2 separate regions of the Astyanax mexicanus genome follow, and region 1 is linked to region 2. A link is a contact called in public Hi-C data. All regions are on one chromosome and are shown on one strand. Each heading gives the region's core, a stretch centred on a gene start, on an enhancer-like site or on the middle of the called end of the contact. The rest is flanking DNA. Distances are from core to core; before and after follow the strand shown.

The links. Hi-C and Micro-C count contacts between places; a contact is called where the count stands out from the background.
Region 1: a contact with region 2 is called in a Hi-C map of muscle, with 18 times the contacts expected there. The contact joins the promoter of zbtb16a here to the enhancer-like site in region 2. A contact is called at or near these places in 2 of 3 Hi-C or Micro-C datasets (both in muscle).

What each region holds. Positions count from the first base shown.
Region 1 is chr17:7,513,043-7,519,911 of AstMex3_surface, forward strand. It overlaps zbtb16a (zinc finger and BTB domain containing 16a), which reads right to left and starts at 1,508. Exons shown (of 8, transcript XM_049466533.1): 1 at 1,399-1,508.
Region 2 is chr17:7,378,555-7,385,643 of AstMex3_surface, forward strand. All of the region lies in intron 5 of zbtb16a (zinc finger and BTB domain containing 16a), which reads right to left. Among protein-coding and RNA genes, the nearest start is that of htr3a, 98 kb to the left of the region's middle. Within about 2 kb of position 1,412, the one cell type or tissue checked has an H3K27ac peak away from gene starts, as active enhancers do.

The sequences.
Region 1 (6,869 bases), core at 258-2,757, 130 kb after region 2:
GAGAAATACAGATTGACCGGCTCTGTTCTAAATATGTAGAGAGGGACAGAGACTGAGAGAAAGGCAGACAGACAGAGACAAAAAGAGAGGGACACAGAGACTTACAGAGAGAAATATAAACATTGAAATATATATAGTAAATGAGACAGGGAAATGGAGATAGAAAGTGAGACAGGCAGCAAGACAGACATAGAGATAGAGACACACAGACACAGAGAGAGACCGACAGACAGTTGGTGATTAAGAGAGACAGATACACAGAGAGAGAAAGTGGACAGTAACAGACAGACAGAGACAGAAAGAGAGGGACACGGAGACTTACAGAGAGAAAGACAGACATATGAATACATAGAAGGAGACAGGCAGGCAGGTAAAGAGAGGGATAGACAGAGACAGATATAGACAGACAGTGAGAGATAGAGACAGAAAGAGAGATATAAAGATACTTACAGAGAGAACTACAGACATAGAAATAGAGATAGTGAATAAGACAGGCAAGTAGAGAGAGAAAGACGGAGAGGAAGACAGACAGTGAGAGACAGACAGAAAGAGAGGGACAGAGAGACTTACAGAGAGAAAGACAGACATAGAAATAGAGAGGGAGAGAGACAGGCGAGAAGGTAGGGAGAGGAATAGAAATGGAGATAGAGAGTGAGACAGGCAGAAAGGCAGACAGAGAGAAGCAGACAGATAGACACACACAGACACACTTATAAAGAGAGAGACACAAAGACAGACAGTAAGTGAGAGAGACAGACAGACAGGCACACTTACAGTCAGACAGAGTGGTTTTGCTGGTGCTAGTAGTAGTGGTGGTGCAACAGTTTGGACAGAGCGTGCGCGCTCGTGCATGTGTGTGTGACAGAGAGAGACAGACAGTGAGTTTAGGCAGGGAGCTCGTGCAGGCTGGAGGCTGGATGGAGGCTCGTCCCCCTCGCTCGAGCCGCCCGCTTACGTCAACACAACATCCCTGCATGTGGCCCGGTACAATCAACCCGGAGCCCCGGAGCTCCAGCAGGTGCTCATATATACAACACACACACACACACACACACACACACACACACACACACACACACACACACACACACACACACACTCTCTCTCTCTCTCTCTCTCTCTCTCTCTCTCGCTTACCTTTCCTCCTCTCCTCCTCTAAACAGAGCGGAGCACGCGGCTCCTTTCATCCCCCCGAGACGCGCGAGCTCCGGCGTGCTTTAAACCAGCGCGTGCTCCACAAACAAACACAGTAACAAACAGTAGCAGAAAAGTATCCAGCAGCACTCTCTCTCTCCCTCTGCACGCGCGCGCGCTCGCGAGTGTGCGTGTTTGTGTGTGCATGTGTTTGTATGTATGCATGTGCATGTTTGTGTTTGTTTCCGCGCCGCGTGCACTCACCTGACTCTCCGCGCGGGCTCTGTCCGCTCTCTGCTAGTGCGCGCTGACCGGCTCTAGATCATAGTGAGGCAGGTCGCGCGCCGCGCTCTCGCGCTCTAACTCCGCTCCGCCGCCGCCTCAGCAAATCAACGCCGCGGTGACGTCAGCGTGCGCGCGCGCGAGCGAGCGAGCGAGCTCCGAGTCCCGGCCAGCCGCGAGACGCTGCGAGAGCGCGACACCTAGAGGGGCTTCTGCGCAACAGAGTCAATCTTTGCTGTCAGTCAAACCTTGCATAGCAAAGAACATTGATTAAACGTTCATACTTTTTTTGCTTGCATTGCATTACATCTTTCGGTGTTGATGATCTGTAAAAAAACAACAACATTAAACAACCTTTATTAAACATCTCTTCTTTTGCAAATGGTGCATTCTGACAAATTGAATAAAACGTTTATCTTTTTAAAATGGTGATTGAAAAACAACATTTAAACAACATTTATTATACATCCCCTCATATGCAAATGGTGCTTTCTGACATATTTGATAAACATTTATTTTTTGGTTGCATTACATGTTTGAATGTTGATGATTGAAAAACAAAATTTAAAACTATCATTAAACATCCCCTCATATGCAAATGGTGCATCATTACACATTGAATAATCGTTTATCTTTTTAAATGTTGATTGAAAAACAGCATTTAAGCAATCTTTATTATATAATAATATAATTAATATATAATATAATTAAGTAAATAGGAGCTTTTATTATTATAATTATTACAGAATGTTTAAAAGGGGTGTCCACTGTATGTCTCCTACTACTAATAATACTACAGCATGTGAGTAATAATTCTAGAGCTGCTACTAATAAAAATAGATGAATGAATAAATAAAAATGTAGTAGTAGTAACATGAATCAGCATAATAATTATCAAATCATAAAGATATGTTCAGATTTTAGATTTTTCCTGGTCAGGGTCACAGCAGGACCAGACTCATTGGTCACAAGAATAATAATCATAATAATATATAACAATAATTAAATAAAAAGTCACCTGTTCATCTTTTTGGGGGGCGGGGGGGGGGGGGGGGGTGGCAAACGTAACCAGTATCTTTGGACAAAGGTCCATACTACTACTACTACTACTACTACTACTACTACTACTACTAATAATAATAATAATAATATACTCTTAATTTAGGAAAAATAAATAAATTACTAAATATCTAACTAAGTAACTAAGTAAATAAATAAATAAATGAATTAGTTTGTGGTGGGTCCTAAATAAAGTTCCATTATAAAAAATAAAGAAATAATAATAATAATAATAATATTAATAATAATATTTTTTTTCCTGAGCTCATGATGAGCTGCAAATCATCTTCAGAGCTTTCTGAGGAGAAATTAAGCTCCACCCACTTATCTGACCACAGTGAGAGGAGTTTAATGTACATGTTGAAGACACCACAGGCTTTATGAAGCATCACAGTCTCCTCTATCTTTCCCACCTGTTTCATATCAGAGCTCTGAGACTCTTCCAGCTGTGCTCAGTGCTGCTGAAACTCAGAGCGGAGGGTCAGCTACAGTGGAGGGTCTCTCAGGCCCCGGTACAGTTCATGTCTGCAGGACAGGAGATCACACAGTGCACCGTCACCTCTGAGCTGCATGCTCCGCTGGCTTACAGAGGGATAAAGAAAAAGGCACTGCCATAATCTCCACTTAATCCCCATTTTAGCAGGGAAGAGCAAGATGAGAGAGAAATTATTATAGTCTACTATTATCATCAGACGTACGAGGCAGGAGCAAGCAGAGGAATTTCATCCAGGCAGATGCAGCACTCCACCAGCTCCTGCTCTACAGTGCACAACAGTTCAAGCACACGTATATATTATATACATATATTAACTGCAGTTATTGTGCATTATTCATTATTCTCATAAAAGAAAGAGTCATAAAACTCTTTTATTTCTGTGTCTTTACCAGACAATTTAACTCCATGCATTTTTAAATAAAGCATTTTGGAAACAATTCAGGTGGATGGTTTAGTTTAAAAGTTAAAAAAAGAGCATTGCACGAAAAGAACACATTGCCAACTGTGATCATACATGCTTGTGTCACAGCCAGTGGCACTGAGAATATTTGACTGGTAGAGGGAAGCATAGATACAATAAATAAGCATTGTCTGTGTATGTTTACACTATTGATATCACATACAAAAATTGGTTAAAAAGGTTAAAATGCTCCTAAAAATGTTACTTACCTGTATTTATAGGAGATGGAAAAATATTAATAAGTGTTGTGTGGGATCAAGGGATCATGCGTGGCAAACAGACCTTTTTTACTTTTTTATTACATTATCTCAGAGCATTTTGATGATTTTTATATTTGAAACTTTTAATCTGCTAAATCACTGAGGAAAAAAATGTGTGTAAACGGCCAGCAGCTGTGTGTGTATGTGTGTGTGTGTGTTTGTACTTGTGTGTGTAAGAAAGATAGAGAGAGACAATATTTAATCCATATTTCACTATAAATAACATGTAATCTACTTTCTTTTTACTAGTGATAATTTTTACTAGATAATTTACTAGTGAAAATTTCCAGATTGATACTAAAGCTCTAGACAACTCTGCATTTAATTGCAGAGAACAGGAAATGTCTGAAATAACAAAAAATATGGATGCAGATCTTTCAGACCTCAAATAATGCAAAGAAAACAAGTTCATACTCATAAAGTTTTAAGAGTTCAGAAATCAATATTTGGTGGAATAACCCTGTTTTTTAATCACAGTTTTCATGCATCTTGGCATCATGTTCTCCTCCACCAGACTTACACACTGCTTTTGGATAACTTTATGCCACCCCTGGTGCATCATCCATCTTTTTCTTGATTATATTCCAGAGGTTTTCAATTAGGTAAAATCAAAGAAACTCATCATTTTTAAGTGGTCTCTTATGTTTTTCCAGAGCTGTATATACAAATTTCTTTTTTCTATTTTTAAAGCTTTTTGTTGCCCTGTCCCTCTACACTGTAAAACCATTTTTACATGATTTAAGTTTGTTTCAAATAAAATTGGATATTTCTAATCAACACACTAGTATTTCGAGTTAGTTGAACATTTGTGGGCACATATACTGTACTATTCAAACTGAGATCTTTGAGCTGAACCAACTTATAATAACTGAGTTTAGTCTGTTGCCAGTAACAGCTTCTTTTTCATCGGCTTCTGTCACAGTCCATGTGTAGTGATTCTCCCTGGGCTACCTTAGAAATAAAGCAAGTTCCCCTTTAGTTGTAATAACTTGATGTTTTAATTTATGTTAACTCAAGTTTTCATTCCCCATTACTTAAAAAAATTGAGCAAACCAGCTGCCTTAAAAAAGGTAAGTAAACTCAACTTATCTGGTCTTACAGTATAACAAAAATAAAAAAGTTAAATCAACTTTTCCTTTAGTTGTAATAACTTGATGTTCTAAGTAATGCTAACTTTTCGTTAGCTTTTCGTTACCCATTACTTAACGTTTTTAATTCAACCGGTCTCCTGAATTTTTTTAACTAAATTTAACTTATCCGGGCTTACAGTGTGCTCTCCCACTTCCCTCAAGCTCTGTACAGCACACATGCTTCCCAACACACCCCAAGACTGAGTGGCATATTAGGGACAGTCCAGTAAATAAGCTCTCTCTGCTGTTTCACATCAGGGCCAGTCTGAGTTCATTAGTGATGACCACGCTCCAGACAAGAACATGCTGCCAGGCAGGCCGTGCCTTCACCGCTCCTTAAGCTTTCACACATTACAGAGGGCAGCGTACGCGCAGGCAGCAGCTGATCTTTCAGAATCATGCCCAGATCCCGGCCTGAATAGCTTCTTTTTCCTCTCATATAATCCTGCTGGTGTCTCAGGACGTGGGGCCTGCCCCCCGTGACCTCTGACCTCTACCTCTGACCTTGGTTGGATTTGCTCCTGTACTACCACCACCCCCCTGCTTGCGGACGGCCTGAGACAGCTTTCCGAGCCTTCATCGCCTTAAGCAGCTATGCTTATCTACTACAAAAGCTATTATATCAGCCAGCTCCAGCTTCGTCACTGGTGTCAAGTTAAGACAGGCCCACCCAATCTCTGCTGAGGACATTATTAGACGCTCAATACCAACCGCATGCATACGCAGACCAACCCCTCAAAAGAGAACTCTGGTGTAAATTGGACTTTTAGTGTAGTAAAGCATGATAAAAAGTTCTTACCTTTGATGAATAGCACACCTCCGTTCTCCCACAGCGTTCCGAGATCCAGAAATTTTAACAGTTTGTCCAAACACCCTTCAGACTGGGCGACACGGGGCATAATTTGCCCCGATAAATCACTTTTTCCACCGTTATCCAGCTCAAAGTAGCTCCACACCTCCTTGCTAGAATCCGGAGAGCCCTGACATTTAAAATGAGGCATAAATAACTTTAAAAAAGTGCACAAGAAGCTTATTAAAAACCTCTGTTTACATCCCAAAATGCTAGCTTCAGCTCTGAGCGCCACCATCACTGAACTGATAAAAACATAGACATATATACCCTGGTTTTTAATCACAGTTTTCATGCATCTTGGCATCATGTTCTCCTCCACCAGTCTTACACACTACTTTTGGATAACTTTATGCTTTTACTCCTGGTACAAAAATTCAAGCAGTTCAGCTTGGTTTGATGGCTTGTGATCATCTACCTTCCTTTTTGATTCCATTCCAGAGGTTTTCAATTTGATAAAATAAACAAAAACTTATTTTTTGTCAAATAATCTTTAAGTGGCCTCTTATTTTTTTTCCAGATCTGTGTACTGTATCAGCAGCAAATAACTTTTTTATGCAGTGAAAATTTATCCTACATGAATAAAAATCAAATAATGCAATGATTTGCAAATTCATAGAATCATGTTTTATTTGGCCAGAGAAAACATACTGTACGACATCTAAAACAGATTAAGAATAATTATATTTTATTTACATTATTTGTATTATTTTTGTTGCTCTATAATCTATAAGATACTCTAAGCACCAAAGTGAATCTATTCATTTATTTGGGTTTGAAAATGTATTTAGAGAACCAAAGGTAGTAATGTAATGTGGCACCACTTCAGAAAACCCCCATTGGTCCATCTGACACCCTTTTCTTCTCTAAGGGAGTAGAGAGCTTACAGTAATAATATTCCACTTACTTTTCCACTCCTGATGATTTGTGTGAAGCTTTGGTTTTAAGAGCTACTTCTGTACATCAATCACTGAGCCTACTACTGGGTTTGGCCGCAATTTGATTTTTTAAAATGAAATTAGATCGAATCAAGTAGTAAAAGTAGCCCACCCAACATGTGACGTGTGAATGAAACCAGACGCTGCTCTCTCTCTCTCTCTCTCTCTCTCTCTCTCTCTCTCTCTCTCTCTCTCCCCCTCTCTCTCTTTCTCAGGCTGTGGGACCACCTTAAAGCCTTCAAGAAGAATGGCTGCTGGCC
Region 2 (7,089 bases), core at 162-2,661:
CAATTTAGCCCGACACCACAGGTCACAACCATTACCCACCACTGAGCTGTCCACTGTGGGAGGTAATAGTAGCCTTTTATGATGGCGGTACACAGGTGACACTGGGACTGAACATCCCATTCATTCAAAATCCACTAAATCAGACCTAACTCAAACTGCCATAATTCACACAGGGCTGGGTAATGGCAAAAACTTAATATTGCAGTATATACGATCTAATCTATTTCAATATATTGCAATACTGTAAGTAACACAATATAAGAAAACTCTTATAGTATTAAAACATTTATAAAATCTTTAAAAAAAGACTTTACTTTTCATGTAATCCGAACAATGTGTTCTAAAGATACAGTACGCCATCTAGTGAGCAGCTTTAAACCACAGCACAAAATGAACCACTGTCCGTCTAACCAATCTTTACTAACCTTTAACTAATAATTAAATACCAATACTTTGTTTTTTGTAAATTGATACTATAATGCAAATATATATATATATATATATATATATATATATATATATATATATATATATATATATATATATATATATTCTTACACCCCTCACTCACAAGATAGCACCTCACAACTTATACAGATGTCAGCATTCTCAAGCTTTCCCCTGATGCAACACTTCATTATCATGCTATATACTATATATATATATACACTGTAAAATAATAAAAATGAGGGAAAAAAAACAATTTTTTGTCCATTTCTTTTAAATGTGGTGGTTCTATGGGAATGTTATGACCGTATCTCTCAACTAATTTTTAATTGGACATTATTATTCATTATAACATTTTTTAATAAATGTCTTATTTCATTATTGTTATTTACAACATTCTTAAGCATTAAGAAAATGAGTTAGTATTATTTAATAATGTGTTAATTTGTGTCAATTAATAATTACTTTTGACAATACTTAACCATTTCTCAATGTCTGTTACTGCTGTTAATACTGTGATGTGACCCTTATTGTAAAGTGTTACTGAACGATCAGGCCACATTTGCTGTTGCTATTTGCTTTTAAAGACTCTTTAAAACTGTTTTAAATGTCTTATTTTATGTGTTTACACCATGGATTTACTTCTGTATTCTATATATATAAATTTTCAATGGTAACCATACTAAAAATATCGCAGTTATTTATCATGATAATGATAACCTCATTATATCACCCAGCCCTACAAAAAAAAAAACATATCTTTTGGCACCTGTATTTTTCAGTGCAAGGAGCGAGACGTACAGCGAGGCTAGACATCAGATCATTTGTAGAGAGCTGGAGGTTTGTGTATGACTCAGTCTGGAACTGATGAGCCCTGCGCTTCTCACATTCACATGAGGAATGTACTCCAGCAGGACAGCATCATCTGTTTGTTACAGGACGCGTCTCTGCGGAGCACTGCCGAGTGAGAGTGAGGCTCAGGGCAGCTCCGGCCCAAAGTGACATTCTTTACAGAATTTAGGTGAATGTTTCTCACTGTGGGGTGGAGGGGGGAGAGACCCCTGACCGCTGAGGCTGCTGGGTAGAAGATACTGCATTCCAGACTGAAGGGAAAGGGCTTACTCTCTCTCACTCTCTCTCTCTCTCTCTCTCTTTCGCTCTCTCTCTTTTTAAAGATCACTGGCCTTTCACCCTGCCCAGAGACCTTCCTCGGGGTTAAAGTATAATCCAGGTCCGCTGACCACAAAGACTGGCCCCTGAGGGCCAAGAGCCAGCACATATTCTGAACTGCACCGTCATCCTGAGGCCTGACTGACCACACATCAAAGGCTTCCATGGCAGGGTGGCTAATGGTGGCTTTGCCTCACTTGTCAAAGATCAGCAAATTGCCAAACCAATTCTCTTTTCTCTCTTTTAGAGAAGGGGGAGGGGTAGTGGTCAGTGTATCCTAGATTGTGACCAGAAACTAAAATGTGTACAGGGTTTGGACAGGGTTTAGACAGTTGAATGGTGCATTATCTTCATAAAAACATTTATCAGTCCAAGCAAAGAACCTCAAAAGTGCTTGGCCAGTCCATATTTGGCCAAAAACCCTTTATTTGTTGTATTAAACCAATTATCTTTTTTCTCTCTTTTAGAAAAGGGGGATGGGTAGTGGTCATTGTGTAGATTTTGACCAGAAACTAAAATGGTTAAACATTGTTTGGAAAGGGTTTAGACAGTTAAATGTTGCAGTATCTTCCTAAATACACCCATCAGACCAAGCAAAGAATCTACAAAAAGTTTATTTATGCCTAACAAAAGGTTCTTTACTCTAAAATACTGCATGTAAAACAGTGGCTTCGCTCATGCATTTAATTTTATTCTTCTCTTACATGTTATTACATTATTACATACAATATTAAGAAAAATGGTTAAACAGTCATGGACAGCATTTGGACAGTTGAATGGTGCATTATTTTCATAAATACACTTATCAGGCCAAGTAAAGCATCTACAACAAGTTTCTTGGCCAGATTTTTTTTTGGACAAAAAAAACAAACAAAAAAAAAAACATTTTTATTTATATAACAGGGTTCATTCACTGTTTAAACAATACATTTATTATTTTTTCGTGGCATCTCCATGCTTTCAAGGCAAATTTTCATGACCATACACATTTTTTAAACAGTGCAGACATGGACAATAAAACCAAATATCAACTAAATCTATAATCAAAACTGATTATAGTAGGTCTAAAATGAATGACACACAATATTTAATGATAAAATGTGTATCAGATCCTGAGAGCTCCATTGTGTAGGGTTAAATTACTGAATTAACTCTGTGCTGATGTTTTTGTTAGCTCAAAATAGCCAAATTTCCATGGCTTTTCCAAAACTTTCTTGGTATTTTTTTTTTTTTTTTTTAACTTATCCACACCTTAAAAGTGCTATTTTCATTTTTTTTTTTGTTATTTACGCCTTATAAAATGTTCTTTAAACTAAAAGCTAAATTGTATTTAAAACAGTGTCTCTTTAAAGAATCCACGCTCAGAAAGGTTCTTTAGGGAAGCAAAACTGGTTCCTTCTCCAGCATCACACAAACAGATTAGAGCTCAGATTAAAACAACCACAGTTCGCCCTTCCACATTTCCATATTCATACAGTATATTGAGCCGAATTTTCCAAAGGAAGCTGCTGTTATTGCCATCTCTTTAATAAGTTAAACATTTCTTTAATAACTGCGGAGCAATAAAGCAGACGGAGGTTTTAATATGCACTAACATCATTGTTCTCTTTATTGAGCAAAAATCGGAGACATTTTACAGCCTTATAACTCGTGCTTCAGTTGCCCGTTTTAGTTCAATAGATTTTATGTTGATGCTTTTCAAACGGAACGAGCCGGCGTATTTAAGAGCAACTCGCTCTTTAAAGACGGGCAAAAGAGAGGGAGAGAGACAGAGAGAGTATGTGTGCGAAAGAGAGGAAGAGAGAGAGACAGAAAAGTTGTTTAATTGACAGTCCCTTCCCCCACTTTCCCAGGGTGAAGAAGGAGGAAAAAGGAGGGTTTTGTGCGGCTCTTCTCCAGACCCTCACTGTACAAAAGAAAGCCGATTTGCGGATGAGATGACCCCGTAACCCCTGGAGCCGCTGAAAGGTTCTCAATGGCACAAATCCCACATAATCAATCACATTCCAGGGCCAGTGGTCAGCGCTGGGCCACGCGGCCTGCCCACTGAGCCGGACTGTAAACGGACACCCACTCCTGAGTGGAGGGGCCCTTAGAATTCAACTCAACATTCCTCATTCCTCTCTTTCCTTTTCTCTAAATTGGATTGATAGCTGCGGATAGATGTATGTTACTACTCTTCTGGTTCTTGGCTTTGACTTGTGGTTTTAATTCTAATTGGTGTAGAACCTTTACATTAAGTGTGGGTTCATTAAACTTAAAATACAGATGTATTTTAAGCTTTTATTTATTTTATTGTTGTTGATTATGGCTTACAGCCAATCAAAACCCCAAAAAACAGTATTTCAGAAAATAGGATATTATATAAGACCAATTGGTTCTGTTGGCAGTGTGGGCAGTGTGCCAAGTCCTGCTGGAAAATGAAATCCGCATCACCATAAAAGTTGCCAGCAGAGGGAAGCACTTTGGACCTGTTATACAACACATTGGACCAACACCAGCAGATGACATGTCTCTCCAAAACATCACTGAGAAAATGTTGCTTTTCATTTGGAAATAAAGTCCATTTCATTTTCCAGCAGGACTTGGCACACTGCCCACACTGTCAAAAGTACCAATTGGTCTTATATAATATTCTAATTTTCTGAGACACTGATTTTTGGGTTTTCATTGGCTGTAAGCCATAATCATTAACAATAAAATAAATAACTTTTCAATGATATTCGAATTTTTTGTGATACTCCTGTAACTACGCATTTTAAAAGAACCAATCAATTGTTCATGTTTTGCCGCCTTAAGGTTTTAACCCAGAAGTATGGCTATAAACATTGCCAAACATTGTGATGCAAGACAATTTAATTTATTTCATTAGTTTATGTGAGTTGAGTGTAAATATATGAACTTGGAAACATGGTGTTAATCAGCTCTCAGTGCAGTAACTTTATGTATTCAACAGAAAATACATCATCAGTTAAACACAGTAGAATAAAAAAAAAAACATCGTCAGTAAGTTTTAGTTTCAAGTTTCAAGTGGTGGATACAAATAAAGCTAAATATTGGTGCTAATTCCTACACAAACACACATAACTCCCTCAGAGTCATGCTCTCCAAACACGGCCAATTTTACTTGAACACAGACCAAGTGTCTTAGAAGCTCAGAGCACAGTGGGAAAGATTAACTCTCGCAGCCTCTCTCAGCTTTTATGAGCGCTGGGCAATCAATAGATGGGGATTTTTTAGCGATAGCTTATCTAAGCAGGCATTTCATTTCTTCTGCTTTGTGCAAGTGGTGAGTGACTGACCAGGTGTCATCTATCAAAAACAATCCTGGTCCTTGGAAACCTGCTATTAACTGATAAGGGCGAGCCTCCATGGCGTAATGGCTCCCATCTGAGTTGCCAACCCAACTCCAGCCATCAGAGAAAGAGAGAGAGAGAGAAAAAGAATGAAAGTCAGATTTGTTCTTGTGGAGTTTCTTCTTTGACGAGGTGAGTGAGCATTATTAACACATCCCCTATGATTATGGAGCCACTGTTACTCCATCAGTGGAATGGGGTACATACAGGTAGCTAGAGCCAACTGCCCATCTAAATTGGCCAACGTGAAAACCATGTCACTAGGCAACGGGACCTGATCGCTCCTTTGTTTGAGGTGAAAGGTTGGAAGTGTTCGCACTAATCTTGGCGTTCACAATTAAGTAACAGAAGAGGGTATTTTTTTTCCTCTTTCCTTCTTTCCTCCGTTCCCCACACTCTCTTTTTGTAGTGGGGTGGGTTTAGGAAGGAGGGGGGGATTGTGCGAACAAAGCCAAATCCCTCCATTGCTAATGGAAAGGTATTTGCACTGTAAATTAAAGGGTTCACTTTTTTATATGCATTATACCGATCACTTTTGAGATGTCTGCAAACAGCTCAAATCTAATTACAGGGGGGGAGATTTACTCCAAACGCCGAGGGAACAAAAGGAGCCCGGTCCATTGTGGAGCTTCGCTGTTGCGCCTCTAGTGAATCCTTTTCTATTCAGCCACTCATGGCACAGGGGTTAATCCATTACAGGGATACTTCAAGGTGGGAAACTCAATCACAAAAGCGTCTCCCTGTGTGTGCTGACATTTTTTTTCTCTTTTATCAAAGCAGAAGATTTTCCTGTACTTCACGCACCCCAACCTCCCCCCTCGACCGCCACCATCACCACCATCGCCAACGCCGCCACCCCCATCGCATCTCACCTCACCTCCTCCATGCTTGCTAATTAACTATGACCATTAGTATTTGAGATACAATACAATCAGATTCGAGAGGGGGGCTAATGCTTGTTCAACACAGGATGAGTCTCATTGTAGTGGGAAGATACGACACATCTCTGGCTTGGACGCTGGCGGATTGGGAGATTCCTGCTGGCTCCTTTTCGCCATGTATGAATCGCAGAGTCTACAGGAGTCCATAATCTCTGGACAAAACTTTCTCTCTCTCTTTTTTTTTTTTTTTTGTTCGAACATGTGCCGCTGTCTTCTCCTCACAATGCTCATGAAAGGCCCTCTCTCGTGGAGATTCTCCCCTAACGCCGGGCCAAACGGATTTAGATATCAACGTTCTCTGTCAAATCGGTGGCGGGAGACAATGTTGCCACGGCAGTCATGCAGAGACCCCACAAAGGACCACCGGCATCCGCGCTAAGCCGGCCCACAGAAGCCCAGAGCAGAGTGTCGGTGGTGGGTCTGAGGAATTCTTCTCTCTAAAGGGCCGGCGGTCCGCGTTCCCAAGCAGAACACACACAAGCCAGACTGTGACCAGAATGCAAGGAGTCAGTCAATAAACGAGCGACTCATTGTGGGAATTTATACTTCGGCTAATGGCTAAACATTCTTGCCAGCAGATGATTACTTCTGGGTGTTGGCTGCACGTCTGCACATGGTATCTATCAGCCAGCTGAGCATCGCAGCCACTGGAAAACTCATTTAGATCCTATCTGGGGAAAAAATTAGTTTGGAGGGAGAAAAAAAGGAGAGAAAGAGAGCGAGAGAGAGTGAGAGAGTGAGAGAGGCTAGTCTGGCCTGTAGTTGATTTAATTTGGTCACTGATACAGCGGCCAAAGCACTTGTGCGCTCCTTATTTTTGGGATGTAAAGAGGAGAAAAAGCCTTCTGTTCAAGAGCGTGGTTGTAAGGACACACACACACACATACATATGTACGCCAAACACACACACACACACACACACACACACACACACTTACACACACTCCACTTCAAAGCATTTAAGCATTACAGAGAAGATTGCAGAGAAGGTTGCTGCTGCTGCTGCTTCAGCTGGACCAAGTGCTTCAGCTGGACCAAAACTCGTACACACACAAAAACACACACACACACACATACATTCAAATGAATCTCTTCATTTCATCTTAAGACCTTCATGACGATGCTCAAACAGCTCTCAGAGCTCAGGGTCAAACACTAATGCAGAATCCATGTTC